3 separate regions of the Mus musculus genome follow, and regions 2 and 3 are each linked to region 1. A link is a contact called in public Hi-C data. All regions are on one chromosome and are shown on one strand. Each heading gives the region's core, a stretch centred on a gene start, on an enhancer-like site or on the middle of the called end of the contact. The rest is flanking DNA. Distances are from core to core; before and after follow the strand shown.

Region 1 (4,016 bases), core at 1,053-3,552:
TTAGCTTTAGAATGGAAAGAGATTCAGTGTTTTCTGCCACGGCAAGTTGGAGGATTTGCTGCTTTGGGCCTGTGGCAAAGCATGATGGAAGTATGTGTTAGAACAAACTGCCACCTTCTAGTGACTGGGAAGCAGAGAAGAGAGGCTGATGCCCTGCAAGGGCCTCTTCAATGACAAGATCTTGGACCGGAATTCCACCTCTCAGACGCTCAGCAACAACCTACCAGCTTCTTGGAAGACTGTGGCAGGAGCATTGAAGGTTAGAACCAGCCCGCAATGCAGAGTCTATTCAAGATCAGCTTGGGCAACTCAATGACACTCTGACTCAAAATTTTAAAGAGTAAAGACAAAAAGAAGGGTTAGGGATGTAGCCCAGAGGAAAGACCTCACCTGGCTAGAATAAGCAAGCACTTGTATTTCATCAGCAGTACCAAAGAAATAAGCAAATAAAATAAAGGGTAAATTTAATGCTGTGTGTATTTTCTAATTTAGGTGCATGGTGCTAAAAATGTCTCCTACTCAAAGGGCTTCACAACTACTCTGTAAGGTATCTCCGTCAATCAGATGGTCATCTTCCGGAAAAGGAAATGAAGATCATGACCAAGTGCCTTCCACTTTAGCTCCCAGTAGGCGTTGACTCAAGGTCATAGAGCTCTTAAATTCTGCAGCCAAGATTTGAATCTCGGCAGCCCAGCTCCAGAAAAAGAAGATGGGAGAGGGGCCTAGCCATCTTGTTGGGCTGCCCAAGGAACTGGTGGAAGAGAGGAAAACCTTCAGGGAGCAATGGCAGACTCATAAGCCAGTGAAAGCTGCGACAGTCAAACAGTCGCTCTTGGAACAGCCTCGAGTAGGCCCTCCCTGTTCTCTCTGGACAGGACATCGGCTCCCCGTGGTTCTCTCGGAACTGCAGGAGTGAGAAATAGTCCAGGAAGAGAGGGACCACGGAGTCTCAGCTCAGCTCAGCTAGACTACAGTCAGCACTTCTGGGGAAGGGTTCAAGGGATCTCTACTTGTGTATCTGAGGATATTTACAATAAAAAAGTGATGTCAAAAGGATATGACCAAGAAGTGTCAGCACATGGAGTCTGCCTTCAGTGTAAATTCCTGCTGGGTATTTTAAATGCACTGATCCTTTCCAGCATGTTCCAGAAGGTCCCTATGCATACTGCCTCAATATAATAGGCTTTAGGGCAATTTGTGTGTGTGTCTTTCTCTATATTAGACAAGGCAAATTGTATATCTCTAACCAAGGCCCTCTCTATGACTGTCCTGAGACCTGAGCTCTTTACCCCTCTTAGGCTCCTTTCTAAGAGAACAGTGGTTCTCAACCTTCCTAATGCTGCAACCCTTTAATGCAGTTCTTTGTGTTGTGACCTCCAACTATAAAATTATTTTCACTGCTACTCCATAACTGTAATCTTGCTACTGTTATGGGTCACAATGTGAACATCTGTGTTTTCCTACGGTCTTAGGTGACCCCTATGAAGGGGTCGCGACCCGCAGGTCATATGAAAAGCATGACTGCATTAACATACAGCAGATACAATCTGGGCTGAACCCAACTTTACACATTCACTCGCACTAGTCTTTTAAAAAAAAAAACAAACATAAAATATTTTCGTGGCCTTCTATGATGTTGTGAGGTCCACGGACACAGTTATTACCGTGCCTAACGGGCCTGTCACCTGGAGCCTTTTTACACTCGTGCCTAGGAACACCATGACAGCCTTCACTTCAGTGCGCTTCTCAGCAACTTCCTATCTGCGGGTTGGAACCAGCTGCAGGTGCCACGCACCCTGATTCTGCCCTGAGCCCAGCGACGCAGTGCAAGCCTGCAATCCCAGCCCTCGGGAGCCGGGACAAGTGCAGCCTCGGATCCCCGAGACCCTGTCTCAACAACGAAGTGTGTGCAGTTGCCCTTGGAGACGCGGGCAGCAGCTCCATGCCTGCCTAGCCTGGCAGCGAGGGAGCAGCGCCCAGCATGGCGTGGCAAGGCGCTTCGCAAACGCTGAGCTTAAACAAGGCCATCCGATCTGCAGCAGCTCTTCACACGAGAGCCCCAGGCCGACTTTGTCCCCGCTCTCTCCCTCGGAGGTCCCCAAGGTCACCTGGAAACAGCCCTCCCACCTCTCACCCGCGTCTCCGAGGCCGCCACCCACCGACAGTCTTCGGAAAGCTCCGCGTGAGAAAACTTCCGACTCCGAGTCTAGGACCAGCGCGGCGGCAAGACAGCGCTGTCAGCGCGGAGACCGAAGCCCGCTGCAGCAGGCTCATGGCCGCCATGGCTACACCGGCCACGGAAGGAAGTGGGGAGGGCTAAGGGAGCCGGGAGGGACAATCCACCAGTGAGGGCGAACGCTAGAGGAGGCCATATTGAGTGAGGGCAGCGGCCCGTTCCTGCGAGCTTCACAGGCAGGCGCTGGCGGACAAAAGTGACGACATTGTAGGTGGGGCGCCCAAAGAGAGCCCTGTAAACTCTATGGCAGACTTGGGAGATTGAAGCGAGAGCCGTGGGAGCGGCCATGTTTAGTAAGGGCAAAGCCTGTTCCTGTTTGCTTCACTTGCCTCACGCCGCCAGCGGAAGTGACCTCGTGGACACCGACACTGTGGGTCTCCATTAGAAACATGGCTGCGACCAGTCTAGTGGGTATTTGTAGAAGAGCCTCAGCGTTCCTGAAGGCAGCTTGTTCCCTAGTAAATCCCAAGGACGCTGCTCACTCGGGGTAAGTGGTGAGAGAAGAAATGACTGCCTCCGCCTTTGGGCGCTTCTTGCAGGATGCAACAGAGCTCTAGACAGGCCACCGCGGAGGCAGAGAGCGTGACCTTGCAGTCGCCTATCCTGGCGCACTAGTCCTCCTGCGTTCTGTCGCCGCGGGCGGTGGGAGCATCCGCTGCTCGGTGCTTCCTCGGACTCGCAGTGTCCTGGGGCTGGGTCGGTTGGGAGGGAGGTTTCCGAGGAGTCCTGAGCTGTGAACGGAAGGCTTCCCTCGGCGTCTTTGTACACAGATTGTCCGGCAGATGTTAAGTGATGAGCGTAGCTACGGCAACAGAAGCTGCGTCTGCGAGTGTGAGAATGACAGCTTACTCTTCACTGACACTTGCCAACAGGGAGCCGAGTTTTAGAAATAGTAGAGAGCAGATTAATTGAAGGAAGCAGTCTCTTCTATATTATTACACTAACTTTGCAAATTAGCTTTTTAAAACCTTGCAGAGTTGTAATTTGATCAGGGTGGCAAACTTGAATAAATGATTTCGTCTTCCATTATCTTGATCTGATGCCTTCCTTGACCTCTGACGGTATCAGGCACACACATGGTGCACATATATGCAGGGAAAACATTCAGATACATAAACCTTAAATTTGTTAATGAAATTATTTCAGTATGTGTGTGTGTGTGTGTGTGTGTGTGTGTTTTGTAAAAAATGAATACCTATCACTCAGAAAAGAGGCAAAATATTTTGAAGACAGTAAAACCAGTTATGCATTCATAGAACACATTGCCGTTTCTTTTTTAATGTTGCAGGTATACACTTGATTTTCCATCATTTCCCCAGGACAACAGAAACATTATTAGAGTAATAGTCAAAATATACCCTTAACCCATAGTAGCCAGTCATTGACAGTTGTCACATTTTTCAAGATCCCTGGATTTATGCTCTTTTTCTGCACTGTTGGACAGAGGTCAAAATTCAATCATAGACCCAAGGACATTGCCTTACTAAGTATGACCCTGTGGTCACACTGTGGAATACAGTGTTATTATTTAGCATATAATCCAAAATAAAAATAGGACTTGCTCTACTAATCCCTTCCCTTTTTTCTTTCCGCTTCATTGTCTCCATTCAGTTCCATTCTTTGCTTCAGGATCCAGTGAAGGATCATTTAGTGCAATAGTTGCCATTCGTCCAGTGTTTCTTTTTTCCTTTGTCATCACACTGGCAATTTGGGGTAGGATTTTGTTTTGTTTTGTTTTGCTTTGTTTATTTCTTCATAATTAGTTTCAAGTCAGGAGTCA
Region 2 (4,016 bases), core at 1,086-3,585, 3.3 Mb before region 1:
CAGCCTGGTCTACATAGCACGCTCCATGCCAGCCAAGACTACACATCACGACCCAGTCTCAAAAACAACAACTCAAATACAATCTTCCAAAACAGAACAAAACCCAAAAACCTAAAACAAAAAATATCAGGGGGGGGGGGTGGATACTGGAGGCTAGAAGGAAAATATCCTCTAGTTAAAAGTGACAAAAACTGAATGAGGCGCCGTGTGGGTGAGGAGTGAAATAACAATTAGCATCTTTTAAGCTGATAAAGCAAAAGAACCTGTTATTCAGGTAATCCTACTGCAGAAGCCAATTATATAAGCCAGGGGCTGTAACTAAGTCTGCCAGTGCCACACAAGCCTCACCCATTCATCCTCCCACTTGCCCCTGGGACAGACTCGGGTCCAAGTAAGTGTATATGTCAGCCACTGGCATGGATAACTCGGCTACTCTCTACCCTCAGACGCTTAAGTACCACTGCCATTGTCCTAGTCAAGGCCCAGAAATGCTCCGAGAGCTGGTGTTTGCTCAATCCAGGAAGTAGCAGTGAAGTTAGAAGTGGTCAGATATGAATGTAACTTGAAGATAAACAAAGATTTACTTACTATAGGATTCAATGAGAACAAGACGAATCAAAGGTGTCACTGGAGAATGTATTGAAAAAGTTGAATCACAGAGTAGCCATTATCTATTGTAAACGGGCTGTTGGGAGAAGCAGAACTGGGTGGGATCCAGGAGAGGTTATCATATATGCTTATTAAAGATGCTTATTAGACATCTAAGAGGAGATATAGAGCAGAAAGGTAGACTAAGTCTGGAGTTAGGGGAAGAACTCAAGTTGAAAAAATAAATCTGAGTCGTAAGAATAGAGTTGTCATTTAAAGCTAGGGCACTGAATTAGGTCATCAAGGGGCTGACCATAATAAAAAGAGAGGCCCACAGGCTTAAACTTTAGAAAAATTCAGCATTGCTAGGTGTGGCATACAATTTCAATCTAGCTCTCATGAAGGAAGGCAGAGGCAGAAAGTCTCAGTGAGACTGTCTCAAAAGCAAGCAATCAATACACCTGCCACCTCCACATTAAAAAGAAGAAGAACAAAACAACACAAACAACAACGACACTGCCTCTGACTTCAACTGGGCTACCAGAGACACTGGCCAAGGTCTACAGGTTGAGAAACCAAGGAACTAACAAAAGAGATACAAAGAAAAGAATTTTTTTTTCAGAAACCTGAGGCCTAACATGCATTCAGAACAAACATTAAGTACATATCTGCATTAGTTACTAATGGTGGGTGGGGTAGGAATGGGAATGAGAAGTGAGCAATGTGGAGAAAACCACTGGCCACTGGGCCAAAGCCTGAGGGCACAGGTCCAAGATGCAGAATTATCCTTGAATAGTGAGAAAGCTGAGTTCTAATCACCAGGCCAGCCTTTGCTAGGGGTATACAGCTCACAACAGTATAGAAAGTAGATACCATCTGGAGGAGAGCTGACCACTGGGACTCTCACTAAATACAGAAATGGAAAACTGGCAGCAAAGCTCACGGGTGATGAAGGGTAGATTTAAAGACTGAAGGGGATACATGATGGCTGCGCTCTTCCTCCTGCCTTGGAAAAGCACAAGAATCCAAGTCCCTCGGCACCCTCTGCGCCAGAATGTGGGCAAAAGGGTCCCCACACTTCAAAGTTCTAGCTTTGAACGTTGCACCAGGGCAGCCACTCAGCCCAAGTGTTGACTTCTACTTTAATAAAGTCAGACAATACGAGACAAACTTCCAAGACAAGAAATAGCTGGATGGGCAACTCTGAGGACCGAGGCAAGAGGACCACGTATTCAAGGCATGCCTAGCTACAGAGCGAGTCCAAAGACAGCCTGGGCTACTACTGAATGAGACCCTGCCCCAAAACAAAAACCACTGTGACACGACTTAAGCCACATCGCCGAGCCCAGCCTCTCGGATGTTTGGCTTCTACGGGCTCGGATAACGTTCCATGCAACTCTGGCCAGAATGAAAGGTGGGAGCAGAGGACACGGGCAGTCCGGCCTCGCCTCCTACCTGCTCGATGTTGCCCAGGAAGAGCTCCTTGGCGAACGAGCAGCTCTGCAGGCTGGTGTGCAGCGGGCGGCGCCTCGCCGTGAATTCCCTCAGCACCCGGGAAGCTCGCGCCGCAGCCGCCGCCGCAGTCGCCCCACGCGAGAGCAGCACACAGCCAGACATGCTGCTCCTGACTTCAGACTTCAAGTCGCTGGAAGCCCCGCCGCTCCTCCCAATGACGCCAATCACCCGCGTCCGGGCATCCAAAGTCTCACCCTGCACCGCTGCAACCGGAAGCTAGCTCGCACTTCCTGATGACGCAAGGGCTGCGCCGCCTTGAGCGAGGCTATTGGACAGGTCGTTCCAGAATATGTTTAATAAATGTCTCCTACGCCAAGCATTGCTGTATGTAATGTCTGAGTATGTAATTTAGAAATTGTAGTTTTTTAAAATTCATCCGAACAGGCTAGGAAGTAAGTGTGTGTGTGTGTGTGTGTGTGTGTGTGTGTGTGTGTGTGTGTGTGTGTTCTTTCTTGTTATACTTTTGCCAGTAAGAAAACGAAAATACTCAAAAGTCAAGCTGCAAAACTACCACCCAGGCTCCCAAACACAGCTCTTGTGCCTGTGTGCTATTCTCAGCACATCCTCTAAAGAGCAGATTAGATTTCATCAAATAAACCTAGAAGTACAACTTTTGTTATTCTCATCTCACTTAATGTAGGACTTAGAATATTGCTAAATGGGTATAACAAAATGACAAGGGACCTATTTTACTAACCCACTTCTGCCTAATTCTCTTAAATATGTGAGTGGCGTGGTATCATTTTGTATGGGAGACTGCATGAAGCACTAAGAGCATGCTGTTTCCTCCTTTCTTGAATCTACCACTCCCTGTGTTGTGCACCCCCCTAGTCTGGCCCCTATTGGCCACAGTCTTCAGACACTTGCTTTCTTCACCACTCCCAGGGCAAGGCATTTCCCTTGGCTCGGTGACCTACCCTATGAAACTATAAACACCATGTTTGTTTGTTTGTTTCTTTTTATGATTTATTTATTTTATGTATGTGAGTATACCATTGCTGTCTACAGACACACCAGAAGAGGGCAATGAATCCCATTACAGATGGTTGTGAGCCACCATGTGGTTGCTGAGAATTGAACTCAAGGCCTCTGGAAGAGCAGTCAATGCTCTTAACCGCTGAGCCATCTTTCCAGCCCTTGTTTGTTTTTTTTAAAATGAATCTTATGTTGAGGAAGTAAGCCAAGGCAGGGCCTGGTCCAACTGGTCCAGCTCTCACATCAGGGTTTATTCATATGTCTGTTGTCTTTATTTCTAGGCAGGTTGTCCTGAGGGAACCAGTGTGGCATCAACTGTTACAAGATGACTCCTTCAGAAAATACATGCAGTTTTAACACCAATAGAAAGCATTTATGCCCCACTGGGGACTGCATAAGGAACTTCCCAAACTATGTAGCCCAGAGCCTCACTATTCTTTTCCTTTTATGCACAAAAAGCAAGTAAGAACAGTTAGCGAGAAGTGAAACTACAGAAGCCAAAAAGCAAGGTTAATATGTTTAGGGACTTTCCCAGGTCCTGGCACTATAAACTAGGTCTTTGATGAATTAGGTCTTTGTTCCTATTTTGGCAGGTTAGGGTTTTGGCAGATTGTTGTTGCCTATGTACTGAGTTCTAAGGTCAAAATGGTGTCTCTAAGATGGCATCAGTTGAGTCAGTGTCTCACAGGCTATTGAGGCCACCTTTTAGTCATGGGAGCCAAGGAACTACTTGCCCTAACTTAGTCTGAATCTTAGTAGACTGCCTCTTAAAAAATATCTATCTATCTATCTATCTATCTATCTATCTATCTATCTATCTATCTGTGTAAGAGAAAGAGTATACTAGGCACATGTGTGGAGGTCAGAAGATAGCTTCTCAAGTATTGGACCCGGATCTCCAGGCTTTGTGGCAAGCGACTTCACTCACTAAGCCGTCT
Region 3 (4,016 bases), core at 392-2,891, 3.0 Mb before region 1:
CAGCTGACTTAAAAATGACCACACAGCTTCTGGTTTATCCCTTTCAGCCGTAAACATAAAGCCATTTCTCACAACATTACCAGATTTCTATCTGGAAGATAGGAATGATCACATAGAAAGATTTTATTCAAGCTAACAAAAAAGTACCTCACACTGAGAGACTGTCTTAACATACTGGGAAAGGCTTGAAAAAACAGCCTTAAAAACTATTTTCTCACCCAAAACATCAGATAAAAAGGTGTTAAATCTTTTGTTTACTTGACGCCTGAGAAGTCAAAAGCAGATCAGATTTGTAATAATTAACTTCCTTACTGTACTGGCTTGCCACAAGAAAGCAAGTGTGGATTAAATGACATCATTAGCTTGGATTCCCAATAAAGCTGGAATACTTCAATTTGCAACAGTTAGCTAAAAATAAAGACCTACCATTTGTATGAGGGAGTGGCAGGCGGTTCTAGTTTTATTTATAAGATTTCTTTATTTAAGAATGATGCTTACTGTAAAATAAACAGGAGACTGACTGAAATACATACTTTTTAGTTTTCACCTGAAAAACTGTTCTACCACAAGAAAAAAGAATGAAGATTTTGGTCTCAAAACAGGACATTTCTGTTTCTCTAAGATTTATCACTGCCTTGAAACCTCGTAGAAAAAAAATACTGCAATTGGTACAATTTCAAAATTAAACAGCATATAGATTAGCATTCCTAGAACTGAAGTGATGTCTGCCTTAACTGTCATTGTCGCCTTGGCGTTGTTATTTTCTGGGCTGCAAGTGCCAAGGGACATGAGAGATTTTCGTCTGTGAATGATTTCTGAGAAAGGTGACGCTTTTTAGACACTTAAGTCACTCTAGGGTTTTCTTTTTCTTTTTCCAGGTAATACAGTAATGTTCAAAAGTTAAACCACTGGCTCCTAACCCGTGCGTTCTAACCGCCTTGAGGGGTGGGTGACACACAAGAGATGCACAGAGAAGTTGCACCGGTCTGCGGTGAAGACCTTTCCGGCGCGCCTTCCTCCTAGGCCCAGGGCGAGCTTCCGCCGGGAGGCCGAGGAGGACCCAGACCTCCTCCGGAGCCCGCACGAGCCTAGTTCGGAGTCCGGGGGAGCCGCCTGACCCGCGCCCCGCGCCGCTACCTCCGCCACCTCGGGGCCCGCGCGGCTCGCGACCCTCAGCGGCCGCAAGCTGCAGTGCATCCCCGCGCTGTGCGGAGCCCGGGCCGAGAGAGAGCCGCGCGCCCCCGCCGCGGCCTAGCCCTCGCCGCCCCGCCGCGCCACCCAGCCCTCACTTACCAGCTGCTGCCGGACCCAGCGCCACATGCCCCCGCCGTCGCCGACGCCGTCGTGGCCCGCCGGACGCGGGACCGAGCGGCAGCAGGTGGAAGAGGACTCCGAGTGTGACCGGAGCAGGCGAGCCCCTCGGGCTTAAGTTCTGCTCTCTGCTGTCCCCGCTTTTCTACCCGAGTCGGGTCCCCATCCCGCCACCCCGGCCCGGAGGTCCTACAGGCGCGGCCTGGCTGCCAACCGCGCCCGGCGCAGCACTACTCCCCGCTGAGCCGCCGCCACCTTCATCTCTGACCGTTGTCACCCGAAGCACCGCCGCCCCCACGGCGCCGCCCCGCCCTCGCCCGCCATGGGCCCGCCCCCACGGCGCCGCCCCGCCCTCGCCCTCCATGGTCCCGCCCCCAAGCCCTGTGCCCCTCCCTCACCTGCTCTGGACCCGCCCGCTTCTTTACCTCTCGGAGGCCCACCCTTCCGTGTTTCCGCGCGGGTTTGCCCGCCCCTTTCCGGGGCGGTTTGTCGCGAAAACGTGAGCGCTGTCAGGCTCGCCGGCTCTGTGGGCCTTTTTCGAGTTTTTGTATCTTGGCCGGCTAGGCTGTAGCAACTCCTCGAAGAGGAGTTGGCTCTGCCCTGTCACAGATCTTCCCCCTCCCCCACCAACCCCCCCCCCCATCCACCCCAACATTCGGATCCACACCAGCAAATGTATGTGACCAAAAGGTCTGTGCCCAGACCATTAAATTATCAAAGACTTACATTTGGAGAGGGAGATGATTATGATCAAACTAAATTGTACAAAATTCTTATAGACTTGGTAAAAAAAATTTTTTTAATTGTCAAAGGCATTTAATTGCTTCACACATAACTCAGCGAGTAACCAAAGTGGACTAATATTGGGGAAAGTTTGAGATTTCTCTGTGAGAGTCCAGCCTGCACCTCAATTTCTGGAGCTATTGCTGAGTTCCTATCCTGATGAATTAAGCTGGAAAGGCTAAGGGGAGAGACTTTCCTCGGAAAGCTAATTGCTAAGCATGCAATGAAAACTACCTCCAAAGTAGCGTGACCTCTCTAACAAGGGTGTGGATAACTTTTAAGAAGGCCCATACAAGCAACTGGAACAAGTTTATACTGTCTAAAAGCAGCCACCTGTTCGTCTTCGTCGTACTCTCTTTTTCCTGAATTAAAACACGTCACCATCAGACATTTGTAATTTGAAAAGTAACATTCTGCAAAAACCTAAATCTAAGCTACGGTGATTAGACAAATCTGTCTTTTGGTTTCAGTAGTCATGTCTTAGTTAATCCAGCATTGCAATTAGAGTCTTTCAGTTATCTATGGCCTATAAAATCTGCAATGGAGCCCTTTAATCCCTTTTTAATCCCTGCACTCGGGAGACACAGGCAGGCAGATTTCTGAGTTCGAGACCGGCCTGGTCTACAAAGTGAGTTCCAGGACAGCCAGGGCTATACAGTGAAACCCTGTCTCGGGGGGGGGGGGGGGGGACCTGCAATAATTTTTTTTTAATATTATAAATTACCCAAATTTAGGACAGATATTTAAAAAGAAAAAGGAACCTTCGTTTTGCTCTTATGCCCGACCCTTACTCTGTGACACCAGCATAAAGTTACTGGAATGCTTTTAGAGAAAACAAAATGTTACTTCCGTTCTAAGGCAGTGTCCCAGAACCCACTGCGTCAAGCTCTACCCGATACTCTAATTGGGTCTCTGAAGTACGTATTATCCCGATTGTGCAGATGGAGAAGCTCAAGTTAAATAATTCGGCAAAACTGTGATTTGGATTATGGATAATCGGACAGTAGAACCTGTGTTCTTAAGCTATATTCCTAAACAAACTTACTTCTCACATCTCGTTTCTCAGTGACTTGGTTACAAAGTAGGCCTGGAAATGTTTTATTTATATGCCACCAAAATTTGTCAAGAAAACCTGTAAAACAGCAACCTAGAGGATGCATTACATATCATTGAACTGGCTTCCAAATTTCTAAAGGTGGAAGTGGACAGGGGGTGGGGAATTAGGAAGGAGTTGATTCGAGGTGTTATGAGGCAATGTGGCAAAAAGCAGCTCAAATATGTGAAGACCATATGAAAGTCCAAACTGTCAGGAACAAAAATAGCAACAGGGCAGTGTTTTGCTCCAAACATTTTCTACCAGAACCATAGCATGGCCGAGCATTTTTATACTATAGTTGTAATTCTTTAGTGGTGGTAAAATCTTCTCCATGTATAATAATCAGGGTTTTTTTTTTAATTAAATTTATTTCTTGGAGGTAGGAGTATGTGCCATGTGGGTGTATAGAGGTCAGAGGGATCAATTCTCTGAAATCTTGATTTCAGTTGTATGTGTATGCTATTGGGAACAAACAAAAGAAACTTGCCCTAAGTACTGACATTTTGTTTTTAACCTCCATTTAACCATAGGGGGAAACTAAGTTCAAGGTCCCAGGCCCTAGGGGAGCTGGGGACTTCCCAATAGCTGAATGCCTTCTGTTGTAAAGAGACACTTGTCTGGGTCCAGCCATCTCAAGGACAACTTTCCCAACTTGCTGGCAGGGTTAAACTAAGTTCACGTTCCCAGGCCCAGGAACCAATTCCTGTCCTGATTGATGGGAAAATGTAACAATTACTTGTCACAGAAGTTGTGGTTTTCGAGCTTAAATGATCTGAGATATTCTGGCTCTTTGTTGCAGTTGGATTTAAGTGGACCCCATGAAAAC

What was found. A called contact is a pair of places that touch in the nucleus more often than the background predicts.
Region 2: a Hi-C map of CD4 T cells shows a contact between it and region 1, with 7 times the contacts expected there. The contact joins the promoter of Acad9 here to the promoter of Ndufb5 in region 1. A contact is called at or near these places in 2 of 39 promoter capture datasets (the HPC-7 cell line and pre-B cells) and 2 of 484 Hi-C or Micro-C datasets (CD4 T cells and CD8 T cells).
Region 3: a Hi-C map of muscle stem cells shows a contact between it and region 1, with 7 times the contacts expected there. The contact joins the promoter of Atp11b here to the promoter of Ndufb5 in region 1. A contact is called at or near these places in 1 of 39 promoter capture datasets (pre-B cells) and 2 of 484 Hi-C or Micro-C datasets (CD4 T cells and muscle stem cells).

Annotation. Positions count from the first base shown.
Region 1 is chr3:32,735,349-32,739,364 of GRCm38.p6, reverse strand. Ndufb5 (NADH:ubiquinone oxidoreductase subunit B5) reads right to left here and starts at 2,302. Exons shown (of 6, transcript NM_025316.2): 1 at 2,160-2,302. The coding sequence starts at 2,283. Mrpl47 (mitochondrial ribosomal protein L47) reads left to right here and starts at 2,610. Exons shown (of 7, transcript NM_029017.2): 1 at 2,610-2,723. The coding sequence starts at 2,626.
Region 2 is chr3:36,064,298-36,068,313 of GRCm38.p6, reverse strand. Acad9 (acyl-Coenzyme A dehydrogenase family, member 9) reads right to left here and starts at 2,335. Exons shown (of 18, transcript NM_172678.4): 1 at 2,044-2,335. The coding sequence starts at 2,205.
Region 3 is chr3:35,751,688-35,755,703 of GRCm38.p6, reverse strand. It overlaps Atp11b (ATPase, class VI, type 11B), which reads right to left and starts at 1,641. Exons shown (of 30, transcript NM_029570.4): 1 at 1,294-1,641. The coding sequence starts at 1,320.